3 separate regions of the Mus musculus genome follow, and all the other regions are linked to region 1. Evidence: chromatin contacts called from public Hi-C data. All regions are on one chromosome and are shown on one strand. The core of a region is the stretch at or near the end of the contact, and the rest is flanking DNA. Distances in the headings are between cores, read along the strand shown. Region 1 holds the start of Foxj2 (forkhead box J2). Region 2 holds the start of Gt(ROSA)26Sor (gene trap ROSA 26, Philippe Soriano). Region 3 holds the start of 1700101I11Rik (RIKEN cDNA 1700101I11 gene).

Region 1 (4,005 bases), core at 1,063-3,562:
AAGCAGCTTGGGGTGACTTCAGGAGGGGGTCACGGGAATTCCCCCTGGTGGGTGAGGGGGAAAGCTAGGCTTTCTCCCAACTGGTTGTCTGCACGCTCATCTCTTCTTGGTTTTGGCAGAGAGTCTCCTGCTTCTCCAGGCCTGCCAGAAATGATTCTAAGGGATCAAAGCACAGTCTAAAAAAACCGCCAGGATAGTCTTCTCCATGTACATACTCAAAACCCAGACAGCAAGCCACAGTCATTCCCACTGGGGAACATGTACATCATTCTACAGGCCAGCCATTGAACCTGTGGACCACAGTCCTGTTTCGGCGCATCACCACGACAGGTATCTTCCAAGGATCTAGTGGACAGGCAAAGACTTGGATAACACAGGCAAGCCACCCATGGCCCGTATAGGGAGGCAGAGACTGAAAACCTAAGGGGAGGAAGCTCCACACAGAAGACGAGGCATGGTCCAACCACCAGACAGGAAGTGCAGGTCTCGAGCTAGTGACCTCGGGTGAAAAATCAGAGCTCTGCTACAAATGCCACTCTGGCTCAACCAGGAAGATTTCTTAGCACGTTTTCTCCTGCTCTTTCTAAAGATTTTTGATTTTGAAGAAAATTTTCAACACAAGGTTCCTGGGACCCAGAACTAAACGAAAAAGCAAGAAGAGAGATGATGAGACCAGTAGGTGTTTTCCTGGAGGAAACTCTAAAATAAACTCCTCAGAGGTCAGACCTCCCTGGTGGACAGCTCATGAAGATAGAGGGACGGGTGGAAGGAAGCTAGGAAGCACCTTCTTCTCTTCCTCCATTCAGCTGATTTTTCCAGCGAATGGCAGGACACATGAGGGGACTAAGGCAGATTTGGTATCTAGGAAGACTCCAGCCCACCAAGGTGCATTGCCCTGACAGTTCCTTCTCATTCCAGGACATGTGCATTCGCATTTCCCTTTGGATTTTACACAGAGAGGCAGATATCCAGCCTGAAGTAGGGTTGTCAAAAGGGGCCTCCCTCCTGGTATCCAAGACAGAGTGGGCGGGGACCTGTCGCCAGTCAGGCAAGCAGTCATTGTAATAGACTGGAAAGAAGACGTCTGTTGAATATTAAACTGACTTAGGCATGCCCTGGACGATACAATACAATCCATAAAATGCCCCCACGACTGCAGGTCATTTACTGCAGGTCCAGTCACCAGAGGACAAGACCCAAAGATGGACAGTGCTGTGGGATTCTGACTGTGCTGTGTCCTGAGTTACTAACACCATGGCGTCCTGAAAACGCACCTGTTGTCTGTTCTCAGTCCAAAGCATCAACTTCTCTAGGGGCTGCAAATGACCCAACCCTTTGGACTCCAAAATCTTAAAAGGCCATTTCTCAGAGTCTCTGAAGCAACATGTGGGTTCCAGTGCAAAAGTTCCATCGGAAGACATTTCCCAGGGGTCTTTCTTCTTCCCTTCGAATGAACCCTAAGCTCCACCATTTCCGCTCCCCACACCTCCTGGTGTCTAAAGACTACAGAACGGAAAGCACTAACCTGTCTCCAAGGCTCCCCCCGCCGCTGGAGGAAACCACCTGGTACAGAAGTTTGAGGTTGCAGGGATTCCCCTCTTCAGAGGCAGGTGACAGGTGGCATCCTCAGTGACTCTTCCAGTGCCTGGCGGAGCCTCCCAGGCTGGAGCAGGGAACTGAGTCCCCTGAGGAAGAGGAGTCGAAGGAGGAGGAGGGGGAGAGGGAGGACCTACCTGGGGAAGATGGCACACCCCCCACCCCCTGCCTGCTACCCTAGGGAGGAGGGGAGGAGCCTCTCCCAGCCAGGAGTTGTCTCCTCCCCTTTGGGGGAATCCCCCTCCCCCCCCAAACTGGATCTTTCAGGGGCTGAGGGCTCTTTCTGTCAGTTGGAGATCTGAGTGGAGGGGCTCTGCCCCGGTCCACTGTCTAGGTGCACGGAAGTTGAGGGGCGAGGTCTTCTACTCTCCAGCAAACTGGAACCAATTCCTGGCGGTTCCCTGGAGGGTCCTGGCTTGTGCGTATCAGGACGCCTCTCCGCGGTGAGTCCCGGGTGGGATGCGGGGTGCCTACTCCACAGGCATGGCTCCCTTTCTCTCTGCCTCAAAAGTCCCAAACTGTCTGGAGTGCGCTGAGGCGTGAGGGAGGTCTCACTCCGGGTCCTTCAGGTCTCACTACCCTTCCCGACTTCTGGGGGTCTCCGCTGGAGCCACCGTGGGAGGGACAGCCGCGTGCCCTGCGGCGATCTCTTCTGGCTGTCCGGGGAGTAGGGAGGGTCCTCCCTCCCAAGGGAGAGGGAGCAGGTCCCGGCACAGGGTGTCCCGAGGGTGGGGTCCTCGCACTCCGGCTCCCGCCCGCCTGGCCGGCCGGCCTGGACAGCAGGGTCCCGGAGGCCGCGGTCCGGGCTCCCGTCACCCGCTGCCGGGCGGCAGCGCCTCCCGGGTCACGTCCCCCGTCCGCCGCGCTTCCCGGAGCGTGGGGCTCCCCGCGCTGCCACCTCTGAGGCTCCGACCGGTCGGGGCAGCCAGGAGCCGGCAGGCGGACGGAGCGCGTCGGGGCTCGGCTCGGGCTCGGCTCAGCTCCGCTGCAGGCCCCGGCTCCTCCCCGGCCTCGGCGCCGCGCTCCGCGCCCCTCCCCCTCCCGCCGCCGCGGCCGCCGCCTCCCGGCGCGGGTTAAGGAGGAGCGCGGAGCCCCGCAGCCCACGGGTCGCCGACCCTCCGTCCCGGGCACTGGCGATGCCAGCGTCCACGCTAAGGGCCACACACACCTCTCATTGTGCTGTGGTCTACGCCTAAGACAAGTATTCCCAGTTTTCTCAGAAACGCATTTGATGGCTCCTCTCTTTCTCTTCCAGACAGCTTATAAAGGGTTATAGGGCCGGGCGTGAAGTTAAAGTTTACTCTTATCCTGGAGGTCAGTGAAAGATTGGATCGAGGATGTATAAAAAGATAAATGAGTCTGTTATAGAGAAATGAGCATCGGGAAATGGGGTCTTGTGTTAGTTTCGGCTCTGCAAACTTGTGCAAGGCCCTAGTTTCTGGAAGCATAGCCTGTGAAGAAGGGACTATGATACTCTGGCCTGCCTACTAATATGGATGTCGCAGTCACCAAAGGAAATGATTTACGAGTTGCTTTTTAAAATGGTCTAGTACACAAAGGGTTCAAAGCATGATTATTCATTTCCCTTATAAAATGTCATTTTTTTTTACCTTTGTGCTAAAGTCAAGTGACATTTCTATAGACTATGTTATCCTGAGTGCCACAGGGAGATAGAATGGGCTCTCAGCACATCCCTCTACTTCTTACAGAATAATCTCCATCCTGGGACAGGAAATAGAACCAGGTTAGCCCATCTCTTACCTCCCCAGTCATGCTATTCCAGTACAAACTCTTAGGTATATCACCCTCTGGCTTACTTTTCTCCAATTGTGTTCTATTATAAAATGATAAGACAAAAGAAATTGTTCACTTGATATTTGAATTGCTCAAAAAGATGACAGTTTGATGACTCCCTGTAGAAAGAGATGTCATTTGTCTTCTGGCTAAATATATGCCTACTGCCATTTACTTACATTCTTGTACATATAACCACATTACACATACAACGTCTGCATTAAGGCTTCACACTCTCCGTGTGTTATCACACTTGATTCTTACTGGCAATTCCATGCAGCAGTATCAGGCCTTTAGAGTGTAACTACAGCTTGAAGATATTGTTTGTGTCTGAGTTCATGTAATTCGCACCATTATGCAATTCGTAGTGTTACTTTGTGTCAGGTGTTGAACCCAAATGGCCTTAGAGCCAGGGTCTAAACCTCTAGTACATTGTTGGCTTAAACTGGGAAAACATGTCATTCTCAAATTGCCAGTCAGTGAGCCCCCTAACAAAGCCTCTTCCCTCCCCACACTTCCAGTATCCATGTGAAAAGATTCATTTCCTCCAGCCTAGTGGCACCCACTTGTGAGTATCTTGAGTTCAAGGGCAGCTAGAGGAGGATCTTGATTTCA
Region 2 (4,005 bases), core at 412-2,911, 9.7 Mb after region 1:
TATAAGCAAGGAAGTAATGTAAACATGACCTTGGTCACAAATATGTCATCTAAAAACAATTTAGTCAAGGTATGGAGGAAATTCGAGAACCTGAATCTTTTTAAGTATTTTGAGCACAGGAACAATTGGCAAAAGGAATCCAGGTATAGACAAAACCCAGAGCCCAGAGCTCTGGGCGAAAAATGAGTTGCTGGTGAAGACGTTACACAAGTAACATGAGAAAGCAGAAAATGCAGGTCATCCACGCACCCCTGACCCAGGCCAGCAGGGCGGGCTGCAGCATCAGTACACAGGAGAAAGATCCTTATTCCTAAGAATGAGAAAGGCAAAGGCGCCCGATAGAATAAATTAGCATAGAAGGGGCTTTCCCAGGAGTTAAAACTTTCCTTCTGAGCGATTACCTACTAAAACCAGGGCTTTTGCCCACTACCATTTACCTAGGATCTTGGCTTGCACGGATTCATAGGGGCATATCCCTCCCCCTCTTCTTTAGAGTCGTTCTTAAAAGATCGCTCTCCACGCCCTAGGCAGGGAAAACGACAAAATCTGGCTCAATTCCAGGCTAGAACCCTACAAATTCAACAGGGATATCGCAAGGATACTGGGGCATACGCCACAGGGAGTCCAAGAATGTGAGGTGGGGGTGGCGAAGGTAATGTCTTTGGTGTGGGAAAAGCAGCAGCCATCTGAGATAGGAACTGGAAAACCAGAGGAGAGGCGTTCAGGAAGATTATGGAGGGGAGGACTGGGCCCCCACGAGCGACCAGAGTTGTCACAAGGCCGCAAGAACAGGGGAGGTGGGGGGCTCAGGGACAGAAAAAAAAGTATGTGTATTTTGAGAGCAGGGTTGGGAGGCCTCTCCTGAAAAGGGTATAAACGTGGAGTAGGCAATACCCAGGCAAAAAGGGGAGACCAGAGTAGGGGGAGGGGAAGAGTCCTGACCCAGGGAAGACATTAAAAAGGTAGTGGGGTCGACTAGATGAAGGAGAGCCTTTCTCTCTGGGCAAGAGCGGTGCAATGGTGTGTAAAGGTAGCTGAGAAGACGAAAAGGGCAAGCATCTTCCTGCTACCAGGCTGGGGAGGCCCAGGCCCACGACCCCGAGGAGAGGGAACGCAGGGAGACTGAGGTGACCCTTCTTTCCCCCGGGGCCCGGTCGTGTGGTTCGGTGTCTCTTTTCTGTTGGACCCTTACCTTGACCCAGGCGCTGCCGGGGCCTGGGCCCGGGCTGCGGCGCACGGCACTCCCGGGAGGCAGCGAGACTCGAGTTAGGCCCAACGCGGCGCCACGGCGTTTCCTGGCCGGGAATGGCCCGTACCCGTGAGGTGGGGGTGGGGGGCAGAAAAGGCGGAGCGAGCCCGAGGCGGGGAGGGGGAGGGCCAGGGGCGGAGGGGGCCGGCACTACTGTGTTGGCGGACTGGCGGGACTAGGGCTGCGTGAGTCTCTGAGCGCAGGCGGGCGGCGGCCGCCCCTCCCCCGGCGGCGGCAGCGGCGGCAGCGGCGGCAGCTCACTCAGCCCGCTGCCCGAGCGGAAACGCCACTGACCGCACGGGGATTCCCAGTGCCGGCGCCAGGGGCACGCGGGACACGCCCCCTCCCGCCGCGCCATTGGCCTCTCCGCCCACCGCCCCACACTTATTGGCCGGTGCGCCGCCAATCAGCGGAGGCTGCCGGGGCCGCCTAAAGAAGAGGCTGTGCTTTGGGGCTCCGGCTCCTCAGAGAGCCTCGGCTAGGTAGGGGATCGGGACTCTGGCGGGAGGGCGGCTTGGTGCGTTTGCGGGGATGGGCGGCCGCGGCAGGCCCTCCGAGCGTGGTGGAGCCGTTCTGTGAGACAGCCGGGTACGAGTCGTGACGCTGGAAGGGGCAAGCGGGTGGTGGGCAGGAATGCGGTCCGCCCTGCAGCAACCGGAGGGGGAGGGAGAAGGGAGCGGAAAAGTCTCCACCGGACGCGGCCATGGCTCGGGGGGGGGGGGGCAGCGGAGGAGCGCTTCCGGCCGACGTCTCGTCGCTGATTGGCTTCTTTTCCTCCCGCCGTGTGTGAAAACACAAATGGCGTGTTTTGGTTGGCGTAAGGCGCCTGTCAGTTAACGGCAGCCGGAGTGCGCAGCCGCCGGCAGCCTCGCTCTGCCCACTGGGTGGGGCGGGAGGTAGGTGGGGTGAGGCGAGCTGGACGTGCGGGCGCGGTCGGCCTCTGGCGGGGCGGGGGAGGGGAGGGAGGGTCAGCGAAAGTAGCTCGCGCGCGAGCGGCCGCCCACCCTCCCCTTCCTCTGGGGGAGTCGTTTTACCCGCCGCCGGCCGGGCCTCGTCGTCTGATTGGCTCTCGGGGCCCAGAAAACTGGCCCTTGCCATTGGCTCGTGTTCGTGCAAGTTGAGTCCATCCGCCGGCCAGCGGGGGCGGCGAGGAGGCGCTCCCAGGTTCCGGCCCTCCCCTCGGCCCCGCGCCGCAGAGTCTGGCCGCGCGCCCCTGCGCAACGTGGCAGGAAGCGCGCGCTGGGGGCGGGGACGGGCAGTAGGGCTGAGCGGCTGCGGGGCGGGTGCAAGCACGTTTCCGACTTGAGTTGCCTCAAGAGGGGCGTGCTGAGCCAGACCTCCATCGCGCACTCCGGGGAGTGGAGGGAAGGAGCGAGGGCTCAGTTGGGCTGTTTTGGAGGCAGGAAGCACTTGCTCTCCCAAAGTCGCTCTGAGTTGTTATCAGTAAGGGAGCTGCAGTGGAGTAGGCGGGGAGAAGGCCGCACCCTTCTCCGGAGGGGGGAGGGGAGTGTTGCAATACCTTTCTGGGAGTTCTCTGCTGCCTCCTGGCTTCTGAGGACCGCCCTGGGCCTGGGAGAATCCCTTCCCCCTCTTCCCTCGTGATCTGCAACTCCAGTCTTTCTAGAAGATGGGCGGGAGTCTTCTGGGCAGGCTTAAAGGCTAACCTGGTGTGTGGGCGTTGTCCTGCAGGGGAATTGAACAGGTGTAAAATTGGAGGGACAAGACTTCCCACAGATTTTCGGTTTTGTCGGGAAGTTTTTTAATAGGGGCAAATAAGGAAAATGGGAGGATAGGTAGTCATCTGGGGTTTTATGCAGCAAAACTACAGGTTATTATTGCTTGTGATCCGCCTCGGAGTATTTTCCATCGAGGTAGATTAAAGACATGCTCACCCGAGTTTTATACTCTCCTGCTTGAGATCCTTACTACAGTATGAAATTACAGTGTCGCGAGTTAGACTATGTAAGCAGAATTTTAATCATTTTTAAAGAGCCCAGTACTTCATATCCATTTCTCCCGCTCCTTCTGCAGCCTTATCAAAAGGTATTTTAGAACACTCATTTTAGCCCCATTTTCATTTATTATACTGGCTTATCCAACCCCTAGACAGAGCATTGGCATTTTCCCTTTCCTGATCTTAGAAGTCTGATGACTCATGAAACCAGACAGATTAGTTACATACACCACAAATCGAGGCTGTAGCTGGGGCCTCAACACTGCAGTTCTTTTATAACTCCTTAGTACACTTTTTGTTGATCCTTTGCCTTGATCCTTAATTTTCAGTGTCTATCACCTCTCCCGTCAGGTGGTGTTCCACATTTGGGCCTATTCTCAGTCCAGGGAGTTTTACAACAATAGATGTATTGAGAATCCAACCTAAAGCTTAACTTTCCACTCCCATGAATGCCTCTCTCCTTTTTCTCCATTTATAAACTGAGCTATTAACCATTAATGGTTTCCAGGTGGATGTCTCCTCCCCCAATATTACCTGATGTATCTTACATATTGCCAGGCTGATATTTTAAGACATTAAAAGGTATATTTCATTATTGAGCCACATGGTATTGATTACTGCTTACTAAAATTTTGTCATTGTACACATCTGTAAAAGGTGGTTCCTTTTGGAATGCAAAGTTCAGGTGTTTGTTGTCTTTCCTGACCTAAGGTCTTGTGAGCTTGTATTTTTTCTATTTAAGCAGTGCTTTCTCTTGGACTGGCTTGACTCATGGCATTCTACACGTTATTGCTGGTCTAAA
Region 3 (4,005 bases), core at 438-2,937, 6.7 Mb before region 1:
CAGAGCATGTCTCTAGCACAGGGATTTTAATGCTGTGACGAGAGTCGGTGAGTACACAGACAAGGCATTCAGAGTGCTGCCAGCTGTGTGGTCCATGTGTAATTTTAAAATATTAAGTGGGGCTGACAAACTGAGAGAAATTTTGAAAGCAATCCTCCACAGTCCTGAGCTCAAGGAAATAACATGTGAAGGACTGTGTAGTAGGAAGGCATGACTGGAGTGTGCCCAGCCGTTCTGGAAGAGCCATGTATATGTAATTTCTGGAGAATGGTGGAATAGTTAGCTCTCTTCTTCCTCATAGAAAATGGGGCTGAGGGTAGAAAATGGGGCTGAGGGTAGAAAATGGGGCTGAGGGCTTTCTCTTGCTGGACCTCCGTTTCTTCTGGTAGCCCTGGCTGAGATAAAGAATAAGGAAGAAGTCCCTCCCCCCTATTACTTATGCATCAAAAAAAAAAATTATCAGGTTAGCACAGCTCTTTTACCCTTCAAAGTTAGAGGAACGCCAACCTAATATAACATCATTGCCTGTACAAATAAAGAGAACGATTTTTTAAAGTCCCTGGTCCTCTATCCACCATATTTAAAAGCGATGTCATCCTTTGCTTCCAATTCTGCTGCGCAGCCTTCAAAAGAGGAGGAAAAAAAAAAAGGCAAGTGGGCGGGGGAGGGGGTAAAGTGGAAAACACCCGGATGCTGAAGACTCCCTTAGTATTTTTCTCCCCACTGCATGAACTAGGTATTAGCTGCTTAAATCGGGGTATAATTAATGGAGGAAACGGTTCTCAGTACTGGTTCTTGAGATCCAAGAGCCCACCCACCTATCACAGTGCAGAGCACGGACCTTCTTTTTCCACACATGGCCCAGGAGACAATAATGAGGTGGAGGCAGGCATGACCTTGTTTGAGGGCCCGCCTGGTGAAGCCCCTCACCCCACCCCACCCCCAATTCTAAAAAAAAAAAAAAAAAAAAAACGCAGGTCAGAATCTAGGGGCTTCTCGAGTTTTTCCTCCTACGCTCAAGGAAATGGGAAGGAGACTCGTTTTCATGGAGAACCAATTGAGCAGACATGGATGGGCACAAGGCTCATCTCACCTGCTGCTACAGGGTTGGGACGCGTTTTTCTATAGCATATCCTATCTGCGGCCCCCAACCAGTCGCCCCCGCACACACAGGCCTCGCCACGCGCACATCCCAACCTCCATGGGTGCTGAATCCTGCTGACTCACCCACCACGCGCACGCTGCGCTTTCGAGATGCCAAAAGTGGCTACAGGCCCTGGGGATACAAGCTTGTCAAAGCCGGTCAAGAATACTTGATTCCGATGACCCTCCTGTGCCAGGGCCACCCGCCATCGCCAGGCTACCTCGGTAGCTCCAGGGCAACCAGCTCCCAAACTCCTCAAGCTTGCCTTCTCCCTCCCCGCCCCCACTCACCGGCACCCGGTCCGGGTATTTCTTCCTAATCTTTTCACCTTCCTTTTTCCGATACTCGAAGGGGTGGTCCTCCTTATACTGGAACTTCATGATGGACCTCAGGATGTAGGGGCTCCCCGGACGGGGCCTGCTGCGCGCGCTGATGACTGCGTCTCGCGTCTGGCCACCCCCAGTCAATGTCAGCCTTATCACAATCGCTCCACCCGCGTCAGCTCCCACGCGCCAGTCGCCGCACTACGTGGCTAAACGTCCAGAGAAGGACCTGGAGATCTCGCGGCCTGAAGGTAAAGGACCACCAGGTAAAGAAATAGGGTGGCTTTTCCCAAGAGCTGGAAACACAAAAACACCAGGGCGGTGCTGTGACATCACGACGCCCCACCCCCGCTCCGCCCCCGGCGCTAAGGACCTGCTGGATCCGGGTGGACAGAAGCTTTGTTTATTTGTGTATCTTCTTTTCACCCAAGCTTTTCCTAAACCACTCCATCGAAACGCAAAAATCATGTAGTCGGGTTTTTATTTTTGAGGATTGATATTAAAGGTAATTTGTTAATTCAAAGAATGCTCTAACAAATGTCGTCTTCCCTCCCCTTCAAGTTTCTTGTTTGATGCCCAAAACAAACACAGAGGAAGAAAATCCAGCTGTTTCCAGAGCAATGGAATCAGGAGTCTGGAGTTGGAAAAGTGCCAGGCGTCACGAGATTTGTAGCCCGGGCTGAAATGTCCTGTGCTTGCATTTTGACCTTTGCCTGGCACCCACGACTGGCCTGCCTTCTCTGCCCCAACTCCTCCTTCTGACTGGTGTCCTTATGTTTGGATCTGTGCTAGAATTGGTTCTGAGACAACATAAACAGAGCATGACTCATGGATTTGAAGAAGTGTAAGGGTGAAGAACATGAAGTCATCAAGGTTAGAAGAAGCGATGCCAGCGATGAACACCAGGCTTCACTCACGTTCAAGGAGAGATGAATCCATTCATTTTATAAGGTTCACCCAGAAGCATGGTTGTTGAGTTCTTGAAAATACAGAGGTCAAATCATTTAGGTGTCTATGTTTCCCCAACAATACTTTGCTCTGGGGTGGGTATCACCTGTAGGGTAGTTGTCCTGATGAAAAGGCCTTATTGGGCACCAAAAGCTCTGACTGGCATGCTGGTGGAAGACCCTCAATAGTATAGAGAGAGTCAGCCCAGGCCCCTCTGACATACCGGGTTTCCATCTTAAGACTCTTTGGATGCGGGGTCACCCTTCTGATTCTACTGGCAGTAACTCCAGACCTATATCTTGGGAACATCGGAGATAAAGTTCAAGGATGCTTTGTGCTGTGAAAATAAAATGACTACTAAGTGGTACCAGGCAAGCAGCCCTGTTGCCTGATTTTATGTACATGACTTAGTGATATGGTTATAAAATATGGGCAAAATAAAGTGAACTGAATTTAACTGGCAAAACAAGAACATGAAATACATAGCCCACTTCTTGGTTTTCTCCTGGTAATCTTTCTTACATATGAAGACAAATGAATTGGTATATAATATTGTTGTATTTATTTATTGTTGTTTTTATTTTCAAATTAAAAATAGTTTAATACCCAGCTACTCATTTTACCCTTGACCCAAATACAATTAAGTCTTTCAGAAGAAATTTTACAACCAGTTGAGACAGATCTGGGATGAAAATGGTAATAGTGTTGTTTTCTGAGTAACCTTCAGGTTTGTTTTTTTGTTGTTGTTGTTTTGTTTTTTTTTTTTATAGATGTACAGTCTCAGCTAGTTGAAGGGCAGTTCTTCAGTCCACTGAAAATGTATGCAGTACATGAAAATTTAAAGATGAAATGTTGGTTAATCAGCTCTTAGGATTTTTAAAATGCTAGTCGTTTACATTAGAATGCAAAATGTATTGGGAGCTGGAGAATGGTTCAGTGGTTAAGAACACTGACTGCTCTACTAGAGGACCAGGGTTTGATTTCCAACTCCCACATGACAGCTCAGGAGTATCTGTAACTCCAGTTTCAGGGGACCTAATACCCTCTCTGACCTCTACTACGTTACTGCATGTCCGTGGTGCACATACATACATATAGGCAGAACCCCCACACAAATAAAATAAAAATAAGTCATATTAAAATACAAAATGTATCTATTTTCACAATTTTACTATTGATTCTCAGAAGGTTCTTTAAAATGTTGTACACAGGTACATTTATAAACTAACAATCAGATAAAAAAAAAAACCTTTTAAGTTGCTTTCTTCAACCATACAAAGGGCAGTTTTAAAAGGACCACATTTTCTCATATAGCCACATCAAATGTTTCTTGTACTGTTGTAATTTTTAAGATTGGATCTCTTTGGTTTTTTTATGCATATCAGTAATGGAGAAGATTTCAGAGTAGTACAAGACAAGCAATATGCCCCTGCTCCAGGTGTCTTCTTCCTTCTGGGAAGTAAACTGCACTTTACCTCTGCCGTCATGTCAACCACCACAATGCATCTTAAAATTATCAGTACCTCCCCAATTAGGTAATTCTTCCTAGAGTTTATACCCAGTGTTCTATGCCTCTTAAAACACAGCTCA

What was found. Hi-C and Micro-C count contacts between places; a contact is called where the count stands out from the background.
Region 2: a contact with region 1 is called in a Hi-C map of CD4 T cells, with 5 times the contacts expected there. The contact joins the promoter of Gt(ROSA)26Sor here to the promoter of Foxj2 in region 1. A contact is called at or near these places in 2 of 484 Hi-C or Micro-C datasets (CD4 T cells and muscle stem cells).
Region 3: a contact with region 1 is called in a Hi-C map of rod photoreceptor, with 4 times the contacts expected there. The contact joins the promoter of 1700101I11Rik here to the promoter of Foxj2 in region 1. A contact is called at or near these places in 2 of 39 promoter capture datasets (cranial neural crest and maxillary cranial neural crest) and 1 of 484 Hi-C or Micro-C datasets (rod photoreceptor).

The regions. Positions count from the first base shown.
Region 1 is chr6:122,818,491-122,822,495 of GRCm38.p6, reverse strand. It overlaps Foxj2 (forkhead box J2), which reads right to left and starts at 2,312. Exons shown (of 11, transcript NM_021899.3): 1 at 1,526-2,312.
Region 2 is chr6:113,074,900-113,078,904 of GRCm38.p6, reverse strand. It overlaps Gt(ROSA)26Sor (gene trap ROSA 26, Philippe Soriano), which reads left to right and starts at 1,661. Exons shown (of 3, transcript NR_027010.1): 1 at 1,661-1,731. It overlaps Setd5 (SET domain containing 5), which reads right to left and starts at 1,266. Exons shown (of 22, transcript NM_028385.1): 1 at 1,193-1,266.
Region 3 is chr6:129,530,966-129,534,970 of GRCm38.p6, reverse strand. 1700101I11Rik (RIKEN cDNA 1700101I11 gene) reads left to right here and starts at 1,687. Exons shown (of 2, transcript NR_045270.2): 1 at 1,687-1,733; 2 at 2,029-3,024. It overlaps Gabarapl1 (gamma-aminobutyric acid (GABA) A receptor-associated protein-like 1), which reads right to left and starts at 1,779. Exons shown (of 4, transcript NM_020590.4): 1 at 1,435-1,779. The coding sequence starts at 1,524.